Regions from separate parts of the Canis lupus genome. Here region 1 is linked to region 2. The links are chromatin contacts, called in public Hi-C maps. All regions are on one chromosome and are shown on one strand. The core of a region is the stretch at or near the end of the contact, and the rest is flanking DNA. Distances in the headings are between cores, read along the strand shown.

Region 1 (3,987 bases), core at 1,224-3,723, 260 kb before region 2:
TTTCAGAGCCAATGATTATGTGTATTTAAAAACGACATGGGGCGCCTTGGTGGCTTAGTCGTTTAAGCGTTGGATCTCTATTTTGGCTCAGATCATTATCTCAAGGTTTTGAGATGGAGCCCTATGTCTGGCTCCATGCTAAGCAGGGAGCCTGCTTAAGATTCTGTCTCTCCCTTTCCATCTGCCCCTTTCCCTCTTTCTGTCTCTCAAGAAAACAAACAAACAAACAAACAAACCCAAATCCCTCTCTATCAAAGAAATGACCATACTCTCCCAAGTTGTCCCCCTGTGATTTGAATGTTGCACGTCTCCTTGAAGTTCCAAAATTAAGATTGGGGACTGAATGAAGTTGATAAATGTAAAGTACTCAAAACACTTCAAAATAATTATTTTTATTTATTTGTTTATTTTTTCAAGGTTTTATTTATTTATCATGAGAGACACAGAGAGGCAGAGACATAGGCAGAGGGAGAAGCAGGCTCCCTGCCGGGAGCACTGATGCAGTACTCTATCCCAGGACCCTGAGATTACAACCTGACCCAAAGGCAGATGCTCAACCGCTGAGCCACCCAGGTGCCCCCCAAATAATTATTTTTAATATATTGACACAAATACACATAGCATTGCAATGATTTACATTACACCAATAATTCATTGTACCGTGACCCACATGTATAACCTCTGCGGACCACTAGGGGGCTCTGCTGGAAGGGTTTTTTATAATTTATATTAGTCCACTAGGGAGGTATTTCCAAATGATGCTTTAGAATTCTGACCTCTTAAAACCTGAAAGAGAACATCTAGTCCAGCTTCCTTATATTACAGATGAGGAAACCAAGGTTGGCCAAGATAGCTAGCATGGAGTAGAGCTGGAATCAAAAATTTCCTCTTGGTTCCGATGGCAGAAGTTCAAGAACTTTTTTTCCATGTGCCTCCACTTGAATGATTCACTGCCTGTGAATCACTTTGGTGCCACAATTTTAGTAATTCTTGCTAAGACCGTGTATTTGTGATATTTTTCTCGGAGGATACTTTACTAACTGATGAGGAGAAAGCAGCTCATGAAATAAAAACTTCTAAATAAACTTTATTACTTTATTCCAGAATGTTCTATGTAAAGTACCGCTCAGCACCAAAACCATATCACTTCCTGAAACCCTAGCAACCATTTTCAATTTGCCTTTCAAACTTACTATATACTTAAAACATTTTTCTCTTATCTTCATTTGTTCACTCAATATTTATTGAGTGCCTACTAGTGCGAGACAGTCATAGGCCCTTAGGTTTACAGAAGTAAAGCTACCATTCCTCCACAAGAAGCATCTATTTCTCCATTTAAAAAAATATGTATTTATTTATTTTATTTCTCCATTTTCCACTTTAACATACAAACTATTTTCACATGTTTTAGTTTAGTGGTGCTGGTAGTGTGGTCCCTGAACCAGCAGCAAGAGCAGCAGCATTTGAGAACTTGTTAGAGAAGCAAATTATTAGGTCCACCCCACACTCTAGGGATGGGGTCTAGCAACCTGTTTTTGTTTTGTTTCGTTTTTTTAAACAAACTCTTGAGGGATTCTGATGTAGATTCAATGTTAAAAACTTAAAAAAAAAATGTCACTAGTGTCAAGGTTAAGAAACCCTGTTCTCTTTTTTTTAATTTTTAAAAAAATTTTATTTATTTATGATAGTCACAGAGAGAGAGAGAGAGAGGCAGAGACACAGGCAGAGGGAGAAGCAGGCTCCATGCAGGGAGCCCGATGTGGGACTCGATCCCAGGACCCCGGGATCATGACCCGAACCCAAGGCAGCCGCTCAACTGCTGAGCCACCCAGGGTGCCCCCAAGGTTAAAAACTCTTACACCTCGGTACTGATGATCTAAGTAGCTCAAAGATCAACATCTGACTTCGAAATCTACCTCAGGCATCTACATGGAGTTACCTGTTTCAAATACACCTGATGCGACCCAACAATGACCACTTTGAATTCAGCGACGTGGAGTATCTGGAACAATCGCGTTAGTAGTGGCACTTTAATGGCTTCAGAACAAAAACGGACCGCCGTGGGATTTTTCTGGGCCTACACCGACAGAAAATGGGCCGGATGAGTTCTGGAATGGTGTTTTCGTGCCCTCGACCCAGTCAGGCGCAGCAAGCCCGGGGGTCCTGGGTCTGGCTGGGTCAGGACGGCGCTCGCAGCCGACCGGGGCCGCGAGAACCCGCTAGCTCGCGCCCAGCCCTCCGTCAGAGGCCGCGGGTGGGAAGCCTCGGCCGCACCACAGCGATTTGGAGAGGGGCGGAGGCACCCGAGAGGACCCGGGAGGCCCGCGCAGGGCCGGCCAGCGCGGAAGCCGCACCCTCCTGGCCTCAGACGCCGGCAGGGCGGAGCCACGCGGCCGCAGCTCCGGCAGAGACGCGCGGCGCAGCGCGGCGCGGGCTCGCGTTTGAGGCGTATGGGGCTACAACGGGAGCGGCTGCGCCGCCCGGCCGGGTCAGCGTCTTGCGCATGCGCGGACCCGGCGCCATTTTGGTGGCCGGGCGCGGAGGTGATTCCACACTGAGGAGAGCGCGGCGGCCGGGTGGCAGTGGCAGCGTTCGTGTGCTCGGGTGTGAGTCGCCGAGGGAGGAGGCGCTGGTGGAAGAGGTGGCGGCGGTGGCGGTGGTCGTAGCGGTGGCGGAGGAGGCGGGTACGAATCAGCTGCGGGCGGAGACATGGCCAACATCGCGGTGCAGCGAATCAAGCGGGAGTTCAAGGAGGTGCTGAAGAGCGAGGAGGTCAGAAATGAACTCCCAGACATGCCCCCACCCCAGCCCTGGGCGGGAGGGTGCTCCCAGCGGCGACCCCGGCCCCCCGGTAACCCCTGGGTGGCCCTCTTGGCGGCCGCCCTTTCTGCCTGTGGGGAAGCAGCAGTCTCCCCCCTGCTTCCGTCGCCCTCCCCTCCCCTCCCCGGGCCCTGGGATGGACAGTCTCGCGGGCGGGCGGTCTGGAGAGGAGCACGGTTTGGGGGGCAGATGGAGAAGGGGGCGCCTCCTGGAGGGGTGTGAGCTCTAGAGAGAGCCCGAGGCCGTGGCAACAGCTGGAAGTGTGGATGTAGGGTGGGGAGGGAGCAGGCCGGGCCTGAGAAAACCCGGGAAGTGGGTTGGGGGAAGGGGAAAGGTGGTAACTGGATCCCGAGAGCCGCGCCGCTCCGAGGCCCGCACTTTTGAGGGTTTTCTACGTTACAGCCTCTTTGGCCTCCACTGTCCTTTTCTTTTGGGAAGGAGCGGTAAAAAGACCTTAGGTACTGATGAAAGAAGGACGTTTCAGAGTTACTCCCTCCTTAGTTCGGTGTTGGGAGAGAAGAGGAGACGTAATGGGATACTATTCTATTGGAGTGGGGAATGAGGGAATTTTCACCTGAGGTAGGGAATTAATTCCAAAATAGATCATTATCTCATTTTTCCCGACTTCCCCCCCCCCCACAACCCTTCCTTCACCCCACCCCCAATTCCTAGGCCTCTTTTCTGTTGACATCTAAAGCTTTTTGATTGGGTCGAAGGCATGTTGTTTGGTGTATTAAAGGCATTTAGATATTTTTCGATAGGAAAAAATAATGGAGGGTAAAGAGTAGCTTATTTCAAAATATTGTTTACAAGTTACAGGTCAGAGTCTCTCCTAAGACAATGCCTCTGTGACTGTTGTGTTATGCCATGAAACTTCATTATGATGTCTCTCATAGTTAACTTGATTCTTACTTTTGAAAAACCAGCCCTATTAAAAACATGGGATTTCCCCCGGATTAATATATTATTATACCTCCTTATTGAGTAGGTTTGTATCATAATTGAAATTATTGGAAACACTTTTTTTTTGTCTCAAGCTGCTCTTGAGTCCTGCAGAATTTAAATACTCTGCTGTTTGCCATATTTACTTATATAGTATATTCAGAATATTCTAGTGATTTGACTCAAAACTGTACAAGGATCAGTACAATTTTTTATACCCACAAC
Region 2 (3,704 bases), core at 200-2,699:
ATCATCACCTTACTTCAAGTCTGAATTGTGAAGTCAGTACATTCTGTGAAAGTTCAACCATATTAAATTCGTATTTAAGCTTCCGGATATTAGAAAATTGTGACAATTTAATAAAAATGCTTTTGTGATTGGTCTCCTCGGAAAGTGATGGAAATAGGACCCTTCCTAGGCAGCTATTGCCTAAACTTAAGATTGTAAGCTACTTTGAACAGTATTCTCATAAATATTTCTAGAAAAAAAGTTATATATATATATCTCTCTCTCTCTCAAAAAAAAAAGCGCACATTCTTAGGTTTGAAAAAACAGATACACTGCTTTTAATTTTCCATAATGATTATATCCCTACAGAACCAAAGATACAACCAAGATAATCCCTCTCAGAGGTGGTAAAAAAAGGAGATGACAAGATATCTAAAACAAACAAACAAACAAACAAAAAACCCTGGTAGGTGAAACTGTAAAGGCCAGGCCTAGCAGTGCAGTAATAATACCACGGGAGAGAGCACCTCCTACCACAAACGTCTCAAGTGTGAACACTGTCCAGACGCTTACCTTCAGTCGCTTGATCATTTCATCGGTGGTGATCTTGTCGGTGATCTCCTTTACCCCCGGAGGGTAAGCGATCTTCCCGTCTGCACTCACGACGCCACAGAGGGCAGTGGCAGGCTTGGGCTGCGCGGTGAAGTCCATCCTGGGGGACAACTTTTCTTTCACAGTCCTCTACCGGCCTCTATCGGTCAGAAAACAAAAGTTCAGCGAGAAAGGGGAGACTTTGTAACCTCTTTTTTCATTTCAAAAATCTCTAATCTGCAAAGGGCCCTTTCTCCACGGAGGCCGGGGACTCGGCGGCGGCCCCGCCACTCGCCCCTCCCCGGGCCCAGCCCCCGGCGGCCGCCCCGCCACCCCCACTCACGCGGGCCCCGCCGGCCCCGGGCCCCAGGGGCTCTCCGGCACCAGCCGCCGCGGCCGCGGGGAGCGCCGAGCTGCACCAGGAGTTTCCCATTCCGCCTCTCACAATGAAACCCACCCCGACGCACCGAGGTCCGGAGTTCGGCAGCCTCCCGAGCCCGGCGAGGCCCTCACGGCCCCCGCTCGGTCGGAGAGAAGCCCCGAGCCCCCGCCCGGCCGGTCCCCTCCGGGAGAGGAGCCGCGAGGCCTATAGGGCTCGGCTTAGGCCGCAAAACTAGGGACCCGAACGGACCCGCACGCAGCGGCGGCTCCGGGAGACGAACGCCTCTGCCGGGCCGCGCCTCAGGACCCCCGGCGTCCCCGCCACGCTCCCGCCCCTCCCCTGTCCCGCGGGAGGGGAAAACAAGCCGCCCTCCACCCCAAACCCCACGCCAGGAAGCGGCTGACGCGGCTCCGCACTTCACATTTTGTTCCTTCAACTTCGGCTGAGGGACCCCGGCGGCTGCTCTCGCCCCCGACCGCTCGGCGCCGTCCAGCGCTGCCGAGGCCTCACTGGCACCTCGGGCAGCCCCGCCGGGCCTCGGTCCCGCGCCCCCCCCCTCCGGTCTCCCCTTCCGTCCCCTCCCTCCACCAACCGAGGGCGGGAGCCGAGCCGCCGCCGCCTTTACCTCCTCCTCCTCATGCGGGCGGAAGGTGCATCGAGCGCCCGGGCCTCTGTCAGGTGGTTGTGCCGCCGCCCCTCGTCGGGCTGCACACAAAGCGGCTCCGCGGGTCCCGCCGCCGCCGCCGCCGCCGCCGCCGCCCGCCCCGGAGCGGCGCTGGGGCTGGCGGTGCCGAGGAGGAGCAGCCGCCGCGGGGGGAGACGCGGGGCGAGTGTGCGCTGGGCGGGGAGACACTGCCGCTCTCCGTCTGGCCGAGGAAGAGCAGCCTCGGAGAAGGCTCCTCCGGGAGCGGGAGCGGGAGCGGGAGCGGGAGCGGGAGCGGGAGCGGGAGCGGGAGCGCCCGCGTCCGCCCGGGACCCCCGCGGCCCGCCGACCCACCCGCACCTCGCGCCGGCCGGGTCCGCCGACCGGGACCCGGACGCCCCTCGCAGCGGCGCGCGCCCGGCCGTCCGTGCCCCCGGGAGCCGGCCCCTCGCGCACACACCAGCCGGTCACGCGAGCGGTGCGAGAGCACGCGAGAGCAGGGAGCGCGCCTCGCTCCCTCCCCTTCCTCCGCCGGCCGAGCCTCCGCCTCCCTCGGGCCCGAGGCGGCCGCGCGCGGGGCGGACAGCGCCGCCACCCGGTTGGCGCCAAGACTCGCGGCGCACAGCGCCTCTGGGAGCCCTGGACCCGAAGGGCGAGCGGAGGAGGGGCCCCTGTGGCGGGAAGCGGACCGGGTCCCGGAGGCCCTCGTGAGGGAGCGCAGGCAGGGCGGACCGAGCCGTACGTTACGCCGCGAAGAGGAGTTCAAGACTCTTCGGGGTCATCCTGAAGAGACGGGGGCGGAGCTGCTTGCAAGACGGTTAATTACTCGATGAAAATGAACTGATTTCCTCCCCAGGGACAGAAGAGCTGCAAACTGAGGAAAAAGTTTTACCACATGGCACAACGTGAGCTGCTCGTTCCTGTTCAGACAACCACCGGGGTTTTTGCCTTCTCCTCTTTGGATTTCTAAAATCGATATTTTGAAAGCTGCAAAATATGAAGGTAGCTTTTTTTTTTTTTTTTTTTTTTTTGAGTCCAGTAGTTCTCCAAGAAGGGCCTGAAACGTAGGTTCCTGGGCTCCACTCCCAAACCTAGAGAATGAAGATCTCTGAAGGACACCCAGAAGGAAGCATGTTTACAAAGTAGCTGGATGAATATGGAAATAATATTTTTTTGAGGTTTTTTTTTTTTTTTAATTTTTATTTATTTATGATAGTCACAGAGAGAGAGAGAGAGAGGCAGAGAAACAGGCAGAGGGAGAAGCAGGCTCCATGCACTGGGAGCCCGATGTGGGATTCGATCCCGGGTCTCCAGGATCGCGCCCTAGGCCGAAGGCAGGCGCCAAACCGCTGCGCCACCCAGGGATCCCTTTTTTGAGGTTTTAAATACACCCGGAACAACTTTTCCTTTCATCCATAGGAAAACCCAATGCACCGGGTTTCAGCAGTTTAATATTAAAAAAAAAAAAAAAAGAAGAAGAAGAAGAAGAAGCAAATGAATCTCAGTTGCACATGTATGGGAAGATGAAGTCGAAAAAAAAGAATACAGTAGTGTGAAATAGCATTCCGTTCTTGAAACTGACCCACTACCGTAGTTTAAAATTATATTCGATTATTATTCTTGATGAATGAATATCCATTGGTCTTTTTTCCACATCCTTTACTTGGTCAGAAAAATATTAAAGGTACTGTACTCACTGAATTGTTTTCCTGCTGTTACACAAGGGAGCAATCATCTTGGAATGGACCTGGCCATAGCTGCTGATTGGCTAGAACTGCCCAAAAGTCAGTGCTTTGTTCTGGGGCATTTATAGGAGCAGACAATCCATTTAAGTTGGTCTTCATCCAGACAATTAAACCGACCAAAACCTTCTCTTAGGTGCTCCCTCTCAAGGTGTTTTTTTTCTTTAATCTGTCATACTAAAATAACAAGAGTGATGCTTTCCGTTGTCATTTTTTCTCTGAGTGATTTACCCACTATTAAATGGAATTTTGTATATGCTCAAAAATTTTAATTTTACAATTTATGACTTTGTTAATATTACTTGACTTTATAAACACAAGATTAGTAAACTCTAAGGATTACAACACAAATTGAATTCAGGGGCGC

The links. Hi-C and Micro-C count contacts between places; a contact is called where the count stands out from the background.
Region 1: a Hi-C map of blood shows a contact between it and region 2, with 6 times the contacts expected there. The contact joins the promoter of UBE2K here to the promoter of PDS5A in region 2. A contact is called at or near these places in 5 of 9 Hi-C or Micro-C datasets (amygdala, blood and liver).

What each region holds. Positions count from the first base shown.
Region 1 is chr3:73,351,142-73,355,128 of UU_Cfam_GSD_1.0, reverse strand. It overlaps UBE2K (ubiquitin-conjugating enzyme E2 K), which reads left to right and starts at 2,473. Exons shown (of 5, transcript XM_038533449.1): 1 at 2,473-2,772. The coding sequence starts at 2,710. LOC102155382 (a long non-coding RNA gene) reads right to left here and starts at 2,367. Exons shown (of 4, transcript XR_005357280.1): 1 at 1,940-2,367.
Region 2 is chr3:73,091,230-73,094,933 of UU_Cfam_GSD_1.0, reverse strand. It overlaps PDS5A (PDS5 cohesin associated factor A), which reads right to left and starts at 1,449. Exons shown (of 33, transcript NM_001313809.1): 1 at 1,369-1,449; 2 at 553-730. The coding sequence starts at 690. LOC119876149 (a long non-coding RNA gene) reads left to right here and starts at 2,152. Exons shown (of 2, transcript XR_005357278.1): 1 at 2,152-2,773; 2 at 2,974-3,119.